Regions from separate parts of the Rattus norvegicus genome. Here region 1 is linked to region 2. The links are chromatin contacts, called in public Hi-C maps. All regions are on one chromosome and are shown on one strand. Each heading gives the region's core, a stretch centred on a gene start, on an enhancer-like site or on the middle of the called end of the contact. The rest is flanking DNA. Distances are from core to core; before and after follow the strand shown.

Evidence for each region. Hi-C and Micro-C count contacts between places; a contact is called where the count stands out from the background.
Region 1: a contact with region 2 is called in a Hi-C map of liver, with 2.2 times the contacts expected there. The contact joins two enhancer-like sites. A contact is called at or near these places in 3 of 12 Hi-C or Micro-C datasets (kidney and liver).

The regions. Positions count from the first base shown.
Region 1 is chr19:70,276,345-70,279,471 of GRCr8, reverse strand. No RefSeq gene overlaps it. Among named protein-coding and RNA genes, the nearest start is that of Sipa1l2, 160 kb to the left of the region's middle. Within about 2 kb of position 1,796, at least 8 of the 93 cell types and tissues checked have an H3K27ac peak or open chromatin away from gene starts, as enhancers often do. A contact at or near this core is called in liver, where this site is marked.
Region 2 is chr19:70,181,716-70,184,993 of GRCr8, reverse strand. No RefSeq gene overlaps it. Among named protein-coding and RNA genes, the nearest start is that of Sipa1l2, 250 kb to the left of the region's middle. Within about 2 kb of position 1,758, at least 23 of the 93 cell types and tissues checked have an H3K27ac peak or open chromatin away from gene starts, as enhancers often do. A contact at or near this core is called in liver, where this site is marked.

The DNA.
Region 1 (3,127 bases), core at 547-3,046, 94 kb before region 2:
GGACGCAGATACTTGCCAGGTCCTGGCTGTTTGGGGGGAAAAGAATCCAGGTAGCTAGAATCTCACTCAGGCCCACGGACGTGCATCCTAGCCAGGCCACCCGAGGCCACATTAGCTCAGCTCTCTTTGTTGGCAGCCTTTTCAAGGGGACAAGTGGCACAGCTGGAGGAGAGCTGAGCTGTTGGTGTTGCCATCAATAATGAAACAACATCTCTCTTCTCCTGGGGCCTTTCATCTCCATGGCACTGAGCAAACACGAGGAGGCACAGTAGCTGGTGCCCCTGCAAGGGAGCTTAGTGCCAGCAGAGCCTTGAGCCTTGTCCTCGGAGTCAGCAGAACACAGAGTGGAGAGGGGCCCCCAGCTGAGCCCAGCAGATCAGTCCTTGAGATCACAACTCATGTGTGTATGCCTGAGTGTACGCCTGGCCTGTGTGTACACATGTATGTACCTGTGTGCACAGGTATGTCTGCTGCATGCATGTCCCTGTGTGGGCATGTCTGCATGTATGTATACATGTATGCCTGTACACACACGTGTGCCTTTGCATAAGTTCCTTTATTGGCATGTCTGTGCCTTTGTATGTGTGTCCCTGTGTGAGCCTGTTAGTGCAGGTGTGAGCATGTTTTTATATGTACATGTGTATGTTGTCTTTGTGCCTATGCAGGAATGATCATGTATGTATGTGTACATGTGTATGTGTGTCTTTATATTTATATGCACATGTGTCTCCACGTGTTTGTGAATGCTCATGCATGCAAATGCATGTGTGCTCATTGTGTGCACATACAAGTACGTGTGATATGTATGGTGTTTGCACATGCGTGTACACTTTTATGCTTATAAGTGTATTGAAATCATTTCACAAGTTTAAAGTTTCTCAAGCTGGACATGGTGTTACCTGTGGTCTTAGAACCGAGAAAGCTGAGACAGAGGATTGCTACGAGTTGGAGACCAGACTTGACTGCACGGTTAATTCTAAGTCCCTCTGGGCTATGGTGAGACCTTGTGTTTTCCCTATCCCCAACTCATTAAAGACCAAACACAAGTGACTCCCTGCTTCGCAAAGGACCCTCTTCAAGGTTGCTCATCTTCCTAGAGACAAGAGCCTCTGCTGGTCCTAACCAGATAAGCAGGGACAAAGCTAAGAAGAGAAACAAGCTTTCAAAGGAGGACAGCCAGAATGACCAAACAAAACTTCCTGTCCCAGCTCCAGCCTGGGCGCATCCCTGTTCCGAGAGTGCCCTGTCCCCAGGGCCCTCCCACTCAGCCGAGAGTCTCAGTCACTGTCAGCTTGAGAGTCACTGCCAATGGCTGAACAGAGAGCTCGCTGGCACACCTGTCCCTTTTGCAGACGCTGACCCTGCTTCACACTCCCATGCACTGCATTCCCTGTCTGCCTCCAGCCCCACCGCTCCACCATTATTACCAGGCTGTTGGGATGACCTGATGGTTGTCAAGGTCACAGAATCCTGGTGGGTCATGAGAAAGGCTCTTGGCCAGGGGAGGAGGGGCAGAGGATTGGGCAAAGTCCACAGTGGCCAGCAGCTTAGCAACTGGAGTCTCTGGTTCTCTGAAGTGCTTTGACAGCAGGCTGAAGGCTTCTTCCCATTCATTCTGTGAGCCGAGATCCTGGCTCCAACTTCCTTATCTGCTGCTGCCCGGACACACAAACAGAACTGATTGCTATTTGTTCTGGACACTGACTCCAGGCTAATGTTTTGAGTCCTGAGGAATGCATGAGAGAAAAAAAACAACAGAGAAATCTCCCTGCCAGGCCCAGGTTGGGTGTGCATGATGCTGGGGCAGTGCCCAGGTTGGCTGCCTTCCGAGCAACGGAGAAACCAGGGAGCATCTGAAGGTGCTGGGCCTTATGCTTGTGATCTGGAGCCCAGCAGAGAAGCCTGAGGCAGCCAGCTTTCCTCTGCACAGCAGGTCCGACATCCAAGCCTGGGTCTCAGGGGTCAGACAGGCCTAGTGTGTGTGACTAAGTTTAACCGGGGGCAGGCCCTGGTGAGGCCCAGGCTCCCTGTAGTCTTTCTCTCCTACCTGAAGAATAGCTGTATGCCTGACAGGACAACAGCGTGGTAGGAAAAGCTATCCTGTTATCATTTCTGCTGCCATGATAAGTTATCCTGGCAAGAAGCATCTTAAGGAAGAAAATGGGTGTGGCTTACAGTTCTGGGTTACAGTCGGTCATCAACGGCAGGAGCTTGAGGTGGCCACTTGTATCATCACATCAACAGTGAAGAAGAGAGAGATTAACGCATGTGATATCACTCATTAGCCTGCTTGCTTGTGCTCAGCTTGCTATGTCCACTCTTACATAGTTCACGGCTTAGGGAATGGTGCCACCCATAGTGGTCTAGGTTGTGGAGAGCATTTTGGGTCACCTTCTAGGAATTTGACAAGAATTTGACATTGGTCTAGGACAAGGAAGTAGGCTCAAAATGAATACAGCTAAGGAATGTGTTCTTTGTAACATGATGGGTCTTGTCAAGACCCCGAATACAGTAATCATGGAACCTTCATTTATGCTTTGTTTCTTCTTTTTTTTTTTTTTCTTCTTTTTTTCGGAGCTGGGGACCGAACCCAGGGCCTTGCGCTTGCTAGGCAAGTGCTGTACCACTGAGCTAAATCCCCAACCCCTATGCTTTGTTTCTTAACTACTCAGTTTATGCCTTAGGGCTGACCTCATACTTTGTATGTACTTAGAAGGTATAAAAGCAGACTGGAAAAAAATTAAATCCGCTTCAGCCTCAGCACTGGCTGGAGTCATGTTACAGTGTTGTCCAATTGTCTTTTCCTTTTCAATCCTCACTCCCTACCTGGAGACGCTGCAGAATGACTGAGCTGGCTTGGTCACTAGGTCTTCCCATATCAATTGATATTCAAGACAATTCCTCAAAGACATACTCCTGGGCAAACGTGATCTAGACAACTCCTTAACATTCTCTTTCTGCATGATTTTAGCTTGTGCCAACTTGGCAATCAAAGCTAACCAGCACAGAGGGCTAAGCTGGTAGGTACCTTCCTTCCACAGTCAGCCCTAGCCAGAGGCAGCACAGATCCCCTAGGGTCACTGGCCAGCTGACCAAACCTACTTGACAAACTCTAAGCCTATGAAAA
Region 2 (3,278 bases), core at 509-3,008:
GCCAAAAATATTAGCTTTGCTACTGAAGACCAGGACCCTTGAAATGTTAAGCCTAAGCGGGGAGGGGGGCATGATGGGGGAATGGTGGTGGTGGGGCAGTTCTGGAGAGCAAATGTGAGCCCTTTCCTTTCAGAATGATCTTAGCTCGGACTATGGTTTTTTATTGACCCAGTCATGGTCTAGAACGTGGTTTGGGAAGGGTGCGGAATGTTGACCCCTAGTAACTAGCTTATGTGGGTTTATCATCCCAGAATTATCTTCTTAACGTTTCATCCTTTAAATTATATGTCTCTGTGAATATGCACACCTGAGTTCAGGTGCCCTAGGAGGCTAGAAGAGAGGACATTGGAGCTCCTACAGCTGGAGCTCCGGGTAGCTGTGGGCCAACCAAGGTTCTAGGCATAAAACCCCAGCCCTCTGGAAGAGCAGCAAACACTCTTAACTGCTCAGCATTTTCTCCAGCCCGGGAGCATCGCATAGTGGGGTTTCGTGTCACAATCTTGCCCTTCGATCATTTTGGTAATCCTTAAGATATCCCATCGTGCCGCTGGAAGGTTGCAGAGGTAATGTTCTCCACACTGGCCACACGGATCATGCCCATATGTACCAAGGAATGTCCAGCCTGCAGCTGAGGCCCACAGAGCTTACGGGGCACACAATCCATGGGAATCACGGCTGGTTGTGCGTCTCTGGGGAAACTGAGACGAAGCGTGCCCAGCGATTGCGTGTATGTGCAAGAATGTTCTAGGTGTCCCGGGCCCCAACCTTGTGTGTGACCTACAGAAGGACTTGAACGGTGGGAAGACCGCTCAGAGAGCTCACTAGGCCCTGGAATCTCACAGCCGCATTCAGCCTTCTGTCTGGGATCACTTGGCCTGAGGAGCGATCTTACTCATGAAAATCACAGTGTGTTTGGTGGCAGCTGCCAAGATGATTCACAGAACCTGGAGGCAGAGTAGAACAGGATCAGGGGAGCTGGATGTACTTTCAAGAGCTACTTAACCCTCCATGACATCTCTGCCCACTTTCTTTGCCCACCCCCTCTCTCTGCCACCCACCGTGTTTCTCTGTGTGGTCAGATCCAACATGGGTAATAATACATCCACCCAGGTTTGAAGACCACAGGGGAGCCATACAATTTGTTGGTCCTAATATCAGCCTGCAAGAAAGATGCCAAGGGGGAGCTATCTTCAAAGAAATCAGGGACTTCTGAGTCTAGGTGTCTTTGACCACTTCTCTTCTGGCTGGAGCTGCATAGGACACACTGAGAAGTGCTTCAGAAGGTCCTGGAATGAGGGGGGTCAGCAGCAGGATATCTGTGGAGAAGATCGATGGCACCTCAGGGATGTTTCCATAGAGCTATGACTTTGTATGGAGTCTGTACTCGTCCCACTTGTGGTTGTCTCCTACGTGGTGGACAGTCCTCAAACGCAAGGATGTGCCTTTCTCCATAGACTTGACACCAGCTCCTATCTCCTGCCTGTCACTCCCCCCGCCCCGCCCTGTAAGAGTGCTGTGAACCTGATGACTTCAACAAGTTTAGAAGCCTCTGAAAATATCTGTAGGATTAAAGTCTGTCTGTCATTCTGCTTTTGGCTGAGAATACATGGAAATTTGTCCTGAAGTGACAGAGTGACCATCCCAGGCCAGAGCTTGGCACATAAACTACTTCACAGAGTAGCCATCTCTGACCAGAGCTTCCTTCTGCCCTCAGAATTGTTGGACTGGCTTCATGGCTCATGTCCACAGTGACTAGAGTCCATGGGCATCCAGCCCAAGCCGGATGAGTCAGGAATGAATGGAGGTCCCCTCCCCATCCAGTTCCCCCTAGAACCTGTCACTGCCATGTGGCCTGTGTGCCACCTCCTTGGCCATTCAATATTTTATGAATGACACCTTCCAAGATTTGCTGGCATACTCTGTGACCGCCTGCCTCCCTTACATCCTGATGTACTCTCAGGGACAGGCGCCACACGCTGAGCCAGTCCAGATGGCCCTGGCTCCTCTACCAGCTCCCTACCTTGCCAAGCTAGACAAACACAGCCTTTTGACCTCACAGAAGTCCATGGCTCCGGGTCTTATCTCCCTGTGAACACATACGCGGCCCCACCTGGTCATTGTCAACCTCCACTGTCGGCATTCCAGCTGAGGCCCTGGCATCCCTCACCTTCCCAGGGTTTTCCATCCGTGTGGAAGGACTCCTCCTCTTCAGTCCTGACTAGACAGTTCATAGGAGAGCATGGCTTCTAGTGGTCAGCGGAATCTCTCAAGGCCTCTGAAACCACAGAGCATTCGAACCTGACAGCATCTTGTAAGGACATAGGTGCAACAGATGAGAGGCAAGGGTCTTGCCTTCTCCAGTGCCAAGGCCTCCTGAGAGTTGTACAGAGTGCTGTACTCCCAGAAGGGCCTCTGAACCATGATTAGATACAGCTTCCCCAAAGAGCTACAATGTATCCCAAAGAGAGGGTGTTCACTCAGTCCCCACCACCAGGTGCGCAGGGTGCAAGCCAGGAATCCTGCCTTCATGTCCCCAGGACTGAGGTCATAACACACCACCACACACAGACCTTTTTTATTTGGATTCTGGGAATTTAACTCAAATCCTTGTGTTTACCAACTGAGCCATCTCCCCAGCCTCAGAATCTAAGACACTTACTCTATACAGGCATAAAGTTTGTCAAGATAGTGCAGGGGTGCTGATACTGCGTAGGTACAAGATCACTATAGCATACGTCAAAGCTAGGATATTGTTTTGTTATTTCTTTGATGGAGGTGCACACAGTTCAAGGTGACTAGAGACTAGAGGTGGGGTGCAGGGCTCTGAAGTCAGGCAGTCTGCCAGGCGCTGGCACTATTGTTCCCTCTGGTCCTGGGTCCTTGGGCAAGTTATTCAGATCGGTAGATGTCATTTCCTCCACCACAGTGTGACCCTGACTGAAGGGCCCTCCCTCAGGAGGCTGCTGAGAGAACAAAACGAGGTTGTGCAATGCCCAGCATAGAGGCCTTTCACAAATGCCAGCTGCCCTGGCATCGTTGTGTGGGATCGATGCCTTGCCAAGGGTAAAGTTGAAGACCCTCGCATTGCTTCCGAGCTCAGGGAGTCTTCAACCTGGCTATTCATCACCCATCTGTTCTCCCCCAGCCCTCTGAATCTCTTTAGAGTTTGTTCTGTAAGGGAGAATCTGGAAGAGTACCAGTGTCTCTTGTGTATCCTCTCTGGCTAAGGCAACTTACAGAAAGGGTGGGAGGGAGGGATGGGGCCTGATGGCTTACGA